Linked DNA regions of Sus scrofa: region 1 is linked to region 2. A link is a contact called in public HiChIP or PLAC-seq data. All regions are on one chromosome and are shown on one strand. Each heading gives the region's core, a stretch centred on a gene start, on an enhancer-like site or on the middle of the called end of the contact. The rest is flanking DNA. Distances are from core to core; before and after follow the strand shown.

Region 1 (3,236 bases), core at 610-3,109, 180 kb before region 2:
AAGGCAAAGATATAGGGCAGCCTTTTTAGTGTGCTCTGTTGGAAACTTTGAAAGTTGTTTTGAAAAATGGTTGTTTATACAGATGGAAATGCTTATGACTTTCATAGGTTTGTTAACTGTTGATGAGCTGTGCTTATATAGGGGAAGAGTTCTATGGAACCCCTGGAATTCATATATCTGGTGCTTGCAATGCCTTCTGCCGTTGGTGTATGTGTTGGGGTGGGTCCTGAAAGAGCACTGATGAGCCTCCATTATTTTCCTGGTGACATCCCATATTAAAATTAGTTTTCAGTCTCTAAATATACATTAATGGGTGATCCAGAAGCAGCAGAGTAGTGTGGGTAGCAAGCATAGAACTGAAAATCTTCAAATGTACAGATAATGAGGCACATCATTTACCAGTGAATAGAGAGCCAACTATTTTATGAAAATTCAGGACCTGAGAAGTGCCACTAAAAGTTGTTTATCACTTGTTTGGAGTAAGTACCTATTTATAGATTTTGTTTCAGTTATAGGAGAATATAAATGCATGTACTGTTAATTGATAGGGATGGTCTAATTATAACCCAATAATTTCCAGATGAGCTGGCTGTACTGTAAATCATAATTGCAGCAAGTGTGTCATGGGACCAGGGTTGTTGTATAATTCAAAAATTGATTTTTTTTTACTATTGTGTAAAAGTTACAGGGAAAGCAGATCTGTTGCTGATACATTATTATACATAGAAAATATGGTTCCCTTTAAGAAGGCTCTTTTTTTAGCTTGTTCAACTCAAAATAGCGTAGGACTTCAGATAGTGATCTCTCCAGGGGATGAGTCTGTTGGTAGTGACTGTGCTTCATGTTGAACTTTGTCACCCAGGAGAGAAACCAGAGAACCCCAAAAATCTTCCTTCTCAGTGCTCCTGTGAAATGCTGCATGGTGTTTCCTTTTCCTTTCTTTCCCGTAGTCTTAAAATGCATTCCTCTATCCCTCCCTTCCTTTGTCTGTTTCTTTGAATTTGAACATTTTAAGCATTTACTATAGGTCCAATTTGTAAATGAAATCTCGCCTATAATAAGCATATCAAGTTTAAAGGGTATGCAGTTCACAGATTTATTTTTACATGTTGACATTTATAAGCGCATGTGGTAACTTATGAAATCTTTTCATTACCTAATATGAAATTAGAACTTGTTTAGGTCTTTATTTTATCACAGATGAAACTGACTTCAAGTTTAGTTAAAAATAAATTTTGTCTGTTGTAGGAGGAAGTCAATTTGAGAAGCATGCTTACTTCTTAAATGCATGTAACTTACTTATGGATAAAGACATTTTTAAAAAAATAAGAACATATAAAATCATGCTGTTATTTGTAGCATAACAAAATCTGCTCAGCAAAATCTTTTGATTGCTAAAGATTCCTATGCTTCAGACTAGTAGAAACTTGTTTTTTTCTCTAAGGAAAACATGCACAAAAACTTTTTGGGAAACACTTTTAAAAAATTATTTTCTTTAAAAAATACTTTATATTCATCTTTCTAAGATTGTATTTTCTGTTTCACTGTACTTTTAATAATTAGGTTGATAAGTAAAAGAATTACAACATTAAATATGAAAGAAAAGCTGATTTTTTTTCCTTTTTATGAAATCTAATTATTTTTTCTTATGAAATCCAGGCGATGTAGTTACAGGAAGTGATGCTCAGGTTTCTGTTCCTGTCCAGACTCTAACTGACCTCCCAGGTACAGTTACCATGGCACTGTGGTCTGTTTCTTTGCCTGCAGTGTTCTCATTGCCGCCTCCGAAACTCCATTTTCCTTTTTGCCTGCCCTCCATTCATGCTGTTTATCAGTTCACTCCATTGTTCAGCCACTGGGTGGCACTGTTGTTTAGAACAAAAGTCCCCTCACATGTCATACAGTGGTGGCGGTGCTGAATATGGCTAAGATGTGAGGTTTTGGGGTTTTTTGTTTTTTGTTTTTTTTTTAATTAAGTTTGTCCCAGCCCCTTTCCTTGAAAAACATGATCACTCTATATTTTATGGTTATTTTAACCACATTTTATTTGGCAGCTCACGCTGAGGTGTTCTTTTTATGGCATTAGTGCTTTGTGACAGTATTTGACAAATTAGCTCTGATTATATTATATGTTGTTTCTATGCATATTGTTGTATGTATTAGCCAGAGGTACTTATTACATTTTACCTAAAAGAATTATAACTCAATTTTGAAATATGTTTTTAAGTATAGGCTTTGTATTATGAATTAATTAACAGAATTAAAGTTCAGCATGGCAAATCTCTGCACAGTAATTGACAGTGGCTTAAAATAAAAAGATAATATTTATTGTAACCATTTGTTCAAAATCTAGAAAAGGTTTATTTAAGAAATGCAAAATAAAAATAACCCATATTCAGCACCTCCTGTGAAATTTAGAAATATATAAATATTTAAAGTAGCTAGGTTCATCTTTTATTGTGTAATCTTTTAGATAAAATATGTTATAGAGAGGAATTCTGTATTAAATGGAAGTCTAGACTAACTTTAAAAATCCTCCGTTGGGGTTAATAGATGCAGACTATTGCCTTTGGAATGGATTAGCACTGAGATCCTGCTGGTAGCACTGGGAACTACGTCTGGTCACTTATGATGGAGCACGATAATGTGAGAAAAAAGACTGTGTACATGTATATGTAACTGGGTCACCATGCTGTACAGTAGAAAAGAGACAGAACACTGTAAACCAGCTATAATGGAAAAAATTAAAACATTATTAAAAAAAAAAACAGAATCCTCCACTCAAATTCACACTAAAAAAGGAAGTAGTATCAATTGAAATTCATGTCTTCCTTAGTTTAAAATATAGTCATACTACTAGTATTAAAATACTGTTCTAAATGTGATATGTCACCATGATATCTGTGCTTTTAAATAAATTTACAGAAAATAATATATTGTGATTAGGAGAAGAATGGTGTGTTCTCTTAACATCTTAGAAAAACATACTGCGGCAAAAGAAGGATGTGATCTTACTTCTATATATGGTTCCTCGTTTCACAGGTACAGTTTCTGGCTCTGTTCTGATAATTGAACCAGCTGACCTTTAGTTTAGGGCTTTTCAAGCTCGGGGATTCCGTGAAAGGCTGCTGTTTACTTTTAGTATCTGCTCTTTAGCTTGGTCCGTTATTGCACTTAAATGGATAGTGATGTGGTCATTTGATGTGGTGAGAATTCATAGGACTTAAATTAGTTTC
Region 2 (3,397 bases), core at 751-3,250:
CATGAAAGTAATCCATCTTAGCTTCTTTTAAGTAATCTATTTATGCCATGCCTGAAATTTCTAGGGATAGGTCTGATTCTTAAATCATAGCCTTCTTTTTCAAAACCCCTTATTGGTGACATCCTCTTCTTTCTGACTTTCCATGTCAATGATGAATTATCATTACTCTCATGTTCTAATTTATGGAGATCAGAAGCCAAGTAGATTTACCCAAAGGGATAAACCCTGGAAATATTCACAAAGAGACAGCAAATTCTAACAACTCCTGCACACACAGAAAGCTTTACAATCAAATAACCAGGGAAATGACTTATTTTTAATATCTTATTTTCCCCAAATTCCAGAACTTTATAACCAACTACATGTCTACCAAGCAAAATCAATACACGAAATAGAATGAGTCAGTGAAAATCTAGTGGTAAGTTATTCTTATTCTTAGAATTATTATACCTTTATTTCTTCAAATAATCATAATATTAAAAAACAAATCAGCTGTTTACAAAACTCCTCATTTCTTTTAAAAACAAGTCTCAACATCTGTCTATGGGGCCTTATTATTAGAAACAAAACACCCTTCACACATTTAAGTATGAAAAGAAATAATAAAGTGGCTTTAGGCAGAAACTGCAGAATTATCCTATTTCCAGTCTTGGTTGTAAATAACAATTTCCTAAATGGCTGATAATAAATAGCTTTCACGTTTTGACAACGTGTCTTCCCAACATACAGAACAAAGTGGAATTTGCTACTGACCCACAATGAGGTAGAAAATCATTCCATTGAAAACGTGACTCCAGGAGTTCCCGTCGTGGCGCAGTGGTTAACGAATCCGACTAGGAACCATGAGGTTGCGGGTTCGGTCCCTGCCCTTGCTCAGTGGGTTAACGATCCGGCATTGCCGTGAGCTGTGGTGTAGGTTGCAGATGCGGCTCGGATCCTGCGTTGCTGTGGCTCTGGCATAGGCTGGTGGCTACAGCTCCGATTCAACCCCTAGCCTAGGAACCTCCATATGCCGCGGGAGCGGCCCAAGAAATAGCAACAACAACAACAACAAAAGACAAAAAAAGACAAAGAAAACGTGACTCCAAAATGCAATGGAAGCCTTAGATATGGTCCACATTAATTAAGGGATATGAATTTGCTCAAATGATATCTTATAAATGTTTTGGAATCGTTTTCTGGATAATGCAGAAAAGGTCTTTACAATAAGAACTTCCCTACCCCTACTAAAATCGTCAGTTTCATCCTTACAAGCATTATAAAATGAGCGGCCAGTGGTGGACCATTCTGGCCACCTCGTGTAGTTAGAGCACAGTTGTGCGATGCTGACGTGCTCATCCCACGTGGACTATTTGATTCTCACAGGCGTCACTTAGCTCTGCTTTGAACCAGGGCCACAAATCACAGACTCTCTTTTAAACGTGGTTGAACATTTTATAAATCCAAAGGCAAGTATGTAGGTTAAAAACTGTGGCTGGCTCATGACAAATCAAACCCTGAACAAAACAAAAAGCATCCTTTCACAAGCTCTGTTGTTAGAGAGACACGTGTACACCTGGAAGGCAATTCACCTGAGTGAAAATAGCTGTGTGGGAGGGATGAGCCAGAGGGATGATTTGTCAAAATGTTCTTTAATAAATGCTTTACATCATCTTGAAATTAATACAAAATACTTAAAAGACATCAAAAAATGCTACTGCTACAGAAAAACAACACAAAGGCGTACTAATGGTAGGTAAATGGTGAACTATATAGAACTAAAAATACATTCATGGATTAAAGATAGTCTATTTTTGCCATTAAATAAGGAAAATGGATTTCACTTTTTAAAACCCACGGCTTTGTTCTTTATATTTATTTATTTTTAAATTTTCTCTAAGAGAATGTGCAGCTGTTGAGTAGCTTCTTTCCTTTGAGTCTGGCGATGGAGTAGGAACAGCCAGCTCTGTCAATAAAGGCAGTCACTTCTGTGTGCCAAGGTGCTCACAGGCAACTGGGGAAGACAGGACTCAGCTGCCAGAGGCCAGAGGCTAAATTAAACCAGGCAGGCCCAACCATCCTGCCCCAGGCTCTGCTGCTGACACTCACTCTTCAGTTCAAGGTGCCTGAAAACCCTCTGCCCAGAAGTGTGCACTTGTATCTCGATTTGGGGCCACATTCCTGGGTGTTGATAAATATGGTAAGTCCCAAGTGCTGCATTCATGATGACAAATATTATCCCCTGCACCCAAAGCCACATCTACGCCGAAGTAGAAAAAGGAAATGAGAATGGGGAGTCCTTACGAGGCCCGGGCTCAGAAGTGCTCATAGGATTCTCAGGGTGGGGGATAAGTAATGGTTCCTGAAAACGTGCAAATGCCTAAATCAACTGATAACGTGAAAAAAGAGGACAGAGGCTGGAAGATGAGAGAAAGGCATTGATGAAGAACGGGTCTTACTTCTACAGTCTGGGGGGATCTAGCACGTGGTGCATCCACCTCAAATCCACAGAGATTCATGGAGTGCCTTCTGGGCACTGGAATCTTCTAAAGGACTGAGGTTTTTGGTTTTATGAAGCAAATGCATTCTTTGCTTCAGATGTTCCTCCTCTGCCCCATTTCCGTAGAGATGAAATTATTAACCAGAGGACATATTTTTAGAAACGTGTACCCTGCCTACTTACAAATCTGAAGTGGCATAAGGTTAGGCATAATATAAAAAAGGATGATTTGGAGTGAAGGAAATAGAACATCTGAAAGCAGCTTTAAGACAAGATGTCATCGCACACCTGAAATGAATAAACTGCTGTAGCGAGACTCAATTTCCGCGGCAGTAAGGTCACAAATGGCCATGCACAGGTTATAGATATTTACTGTCCAACAAAATTAAGCCAAAAGTCCTTGCTAAGAATAACTTTCAGAAACTAAATTTAAGATGCAATTCATTATACGGTTCTTGTATAAAAAGTATTGTATTAAAAATAAAGTGGATGGCAATACTCTTCTGCTCAGGAAAGAGAAACCCAAAGAAGTAAAAGTTAACAACTAAATTAACCTTCAAGTGCAGTCTTTGGCCATGCTGCAAACAAAATATATAAACCTTTCAGAAGATGTACCTATGTCTGAACCAAATAAGCAAACTCGTAGAAAACCTCATCACTCTTTTAAATTCCATACAATGCCTCACCAATATTTAACTACTTATTGCTCACAGACACTGAAAATGAAGAGTCACAATTTTAACCATGAGATTATTGTTGGCTTTCTTCTTCTATACCCTCAAGAGAAAACTTGAAAATACATTATTTTTTAAAAAGGAGAAAATTGCTCAAATTAAAATGGAAAGTAAAGGGAGGGGCATTTTTTTTCATTTCTGCTACTTGAGATATATATTATCAATATTATAATATTTAAATAAA

Evidence for each region. HiChIP or PLAC-seq counts read pairs in DNA pulled down with a chosen protein or histone mark.
Region 1: a contact with region 2 is called in an H3K27ac HiChIP or PLAC-seq map of skeletal muscle. The contact joins two enhancer-like sites. A contact is called at or near these places in 2 of 2 datasets of contacts at active chromatin or transcription factors (alveolar macrophages and skeletal muscle).

Annotation. Positions count from the first base shown.
Region 1 is chr13:4,266,809-4,270,044 of Sscrofa11.1, reverse strand. All of the region lies in intron 19 of TBC1D5 (TBC1 domain family member 5), which reads left to right. Among named protein-coding and RNA genes, the nearest start is that of PLCL2, 280 kb to the right of the region's middle. Within about 2 kb of position 1,859, at least 4 of the 83 cell types and tissues checked have an H3K27ac peak or open chromatin away from gene starts, as enhancers often do. A contact at or near this core is called in skeletal muscle, where this site is marked.
Region 2 is chr13:4,087,859-4,091,255 of Sscrofa11.1, reverse strand. The region is part of intron 2 of PLCL2 (inactive phospholipase C-like protein 2); the gene reads right to left. Among named protein-coding and RNA genes, the nearest start is that of PLCL2, 97 kb to the right of the region's middle. Within about 2 kb of position 2,000, at least 3 of the 83 cell types and tissues checked have an H3K27ac peak or open chromatin away from gene starts, as enhancers often do. A contact at or near this core is called in skeletal muscle, where this site is marked.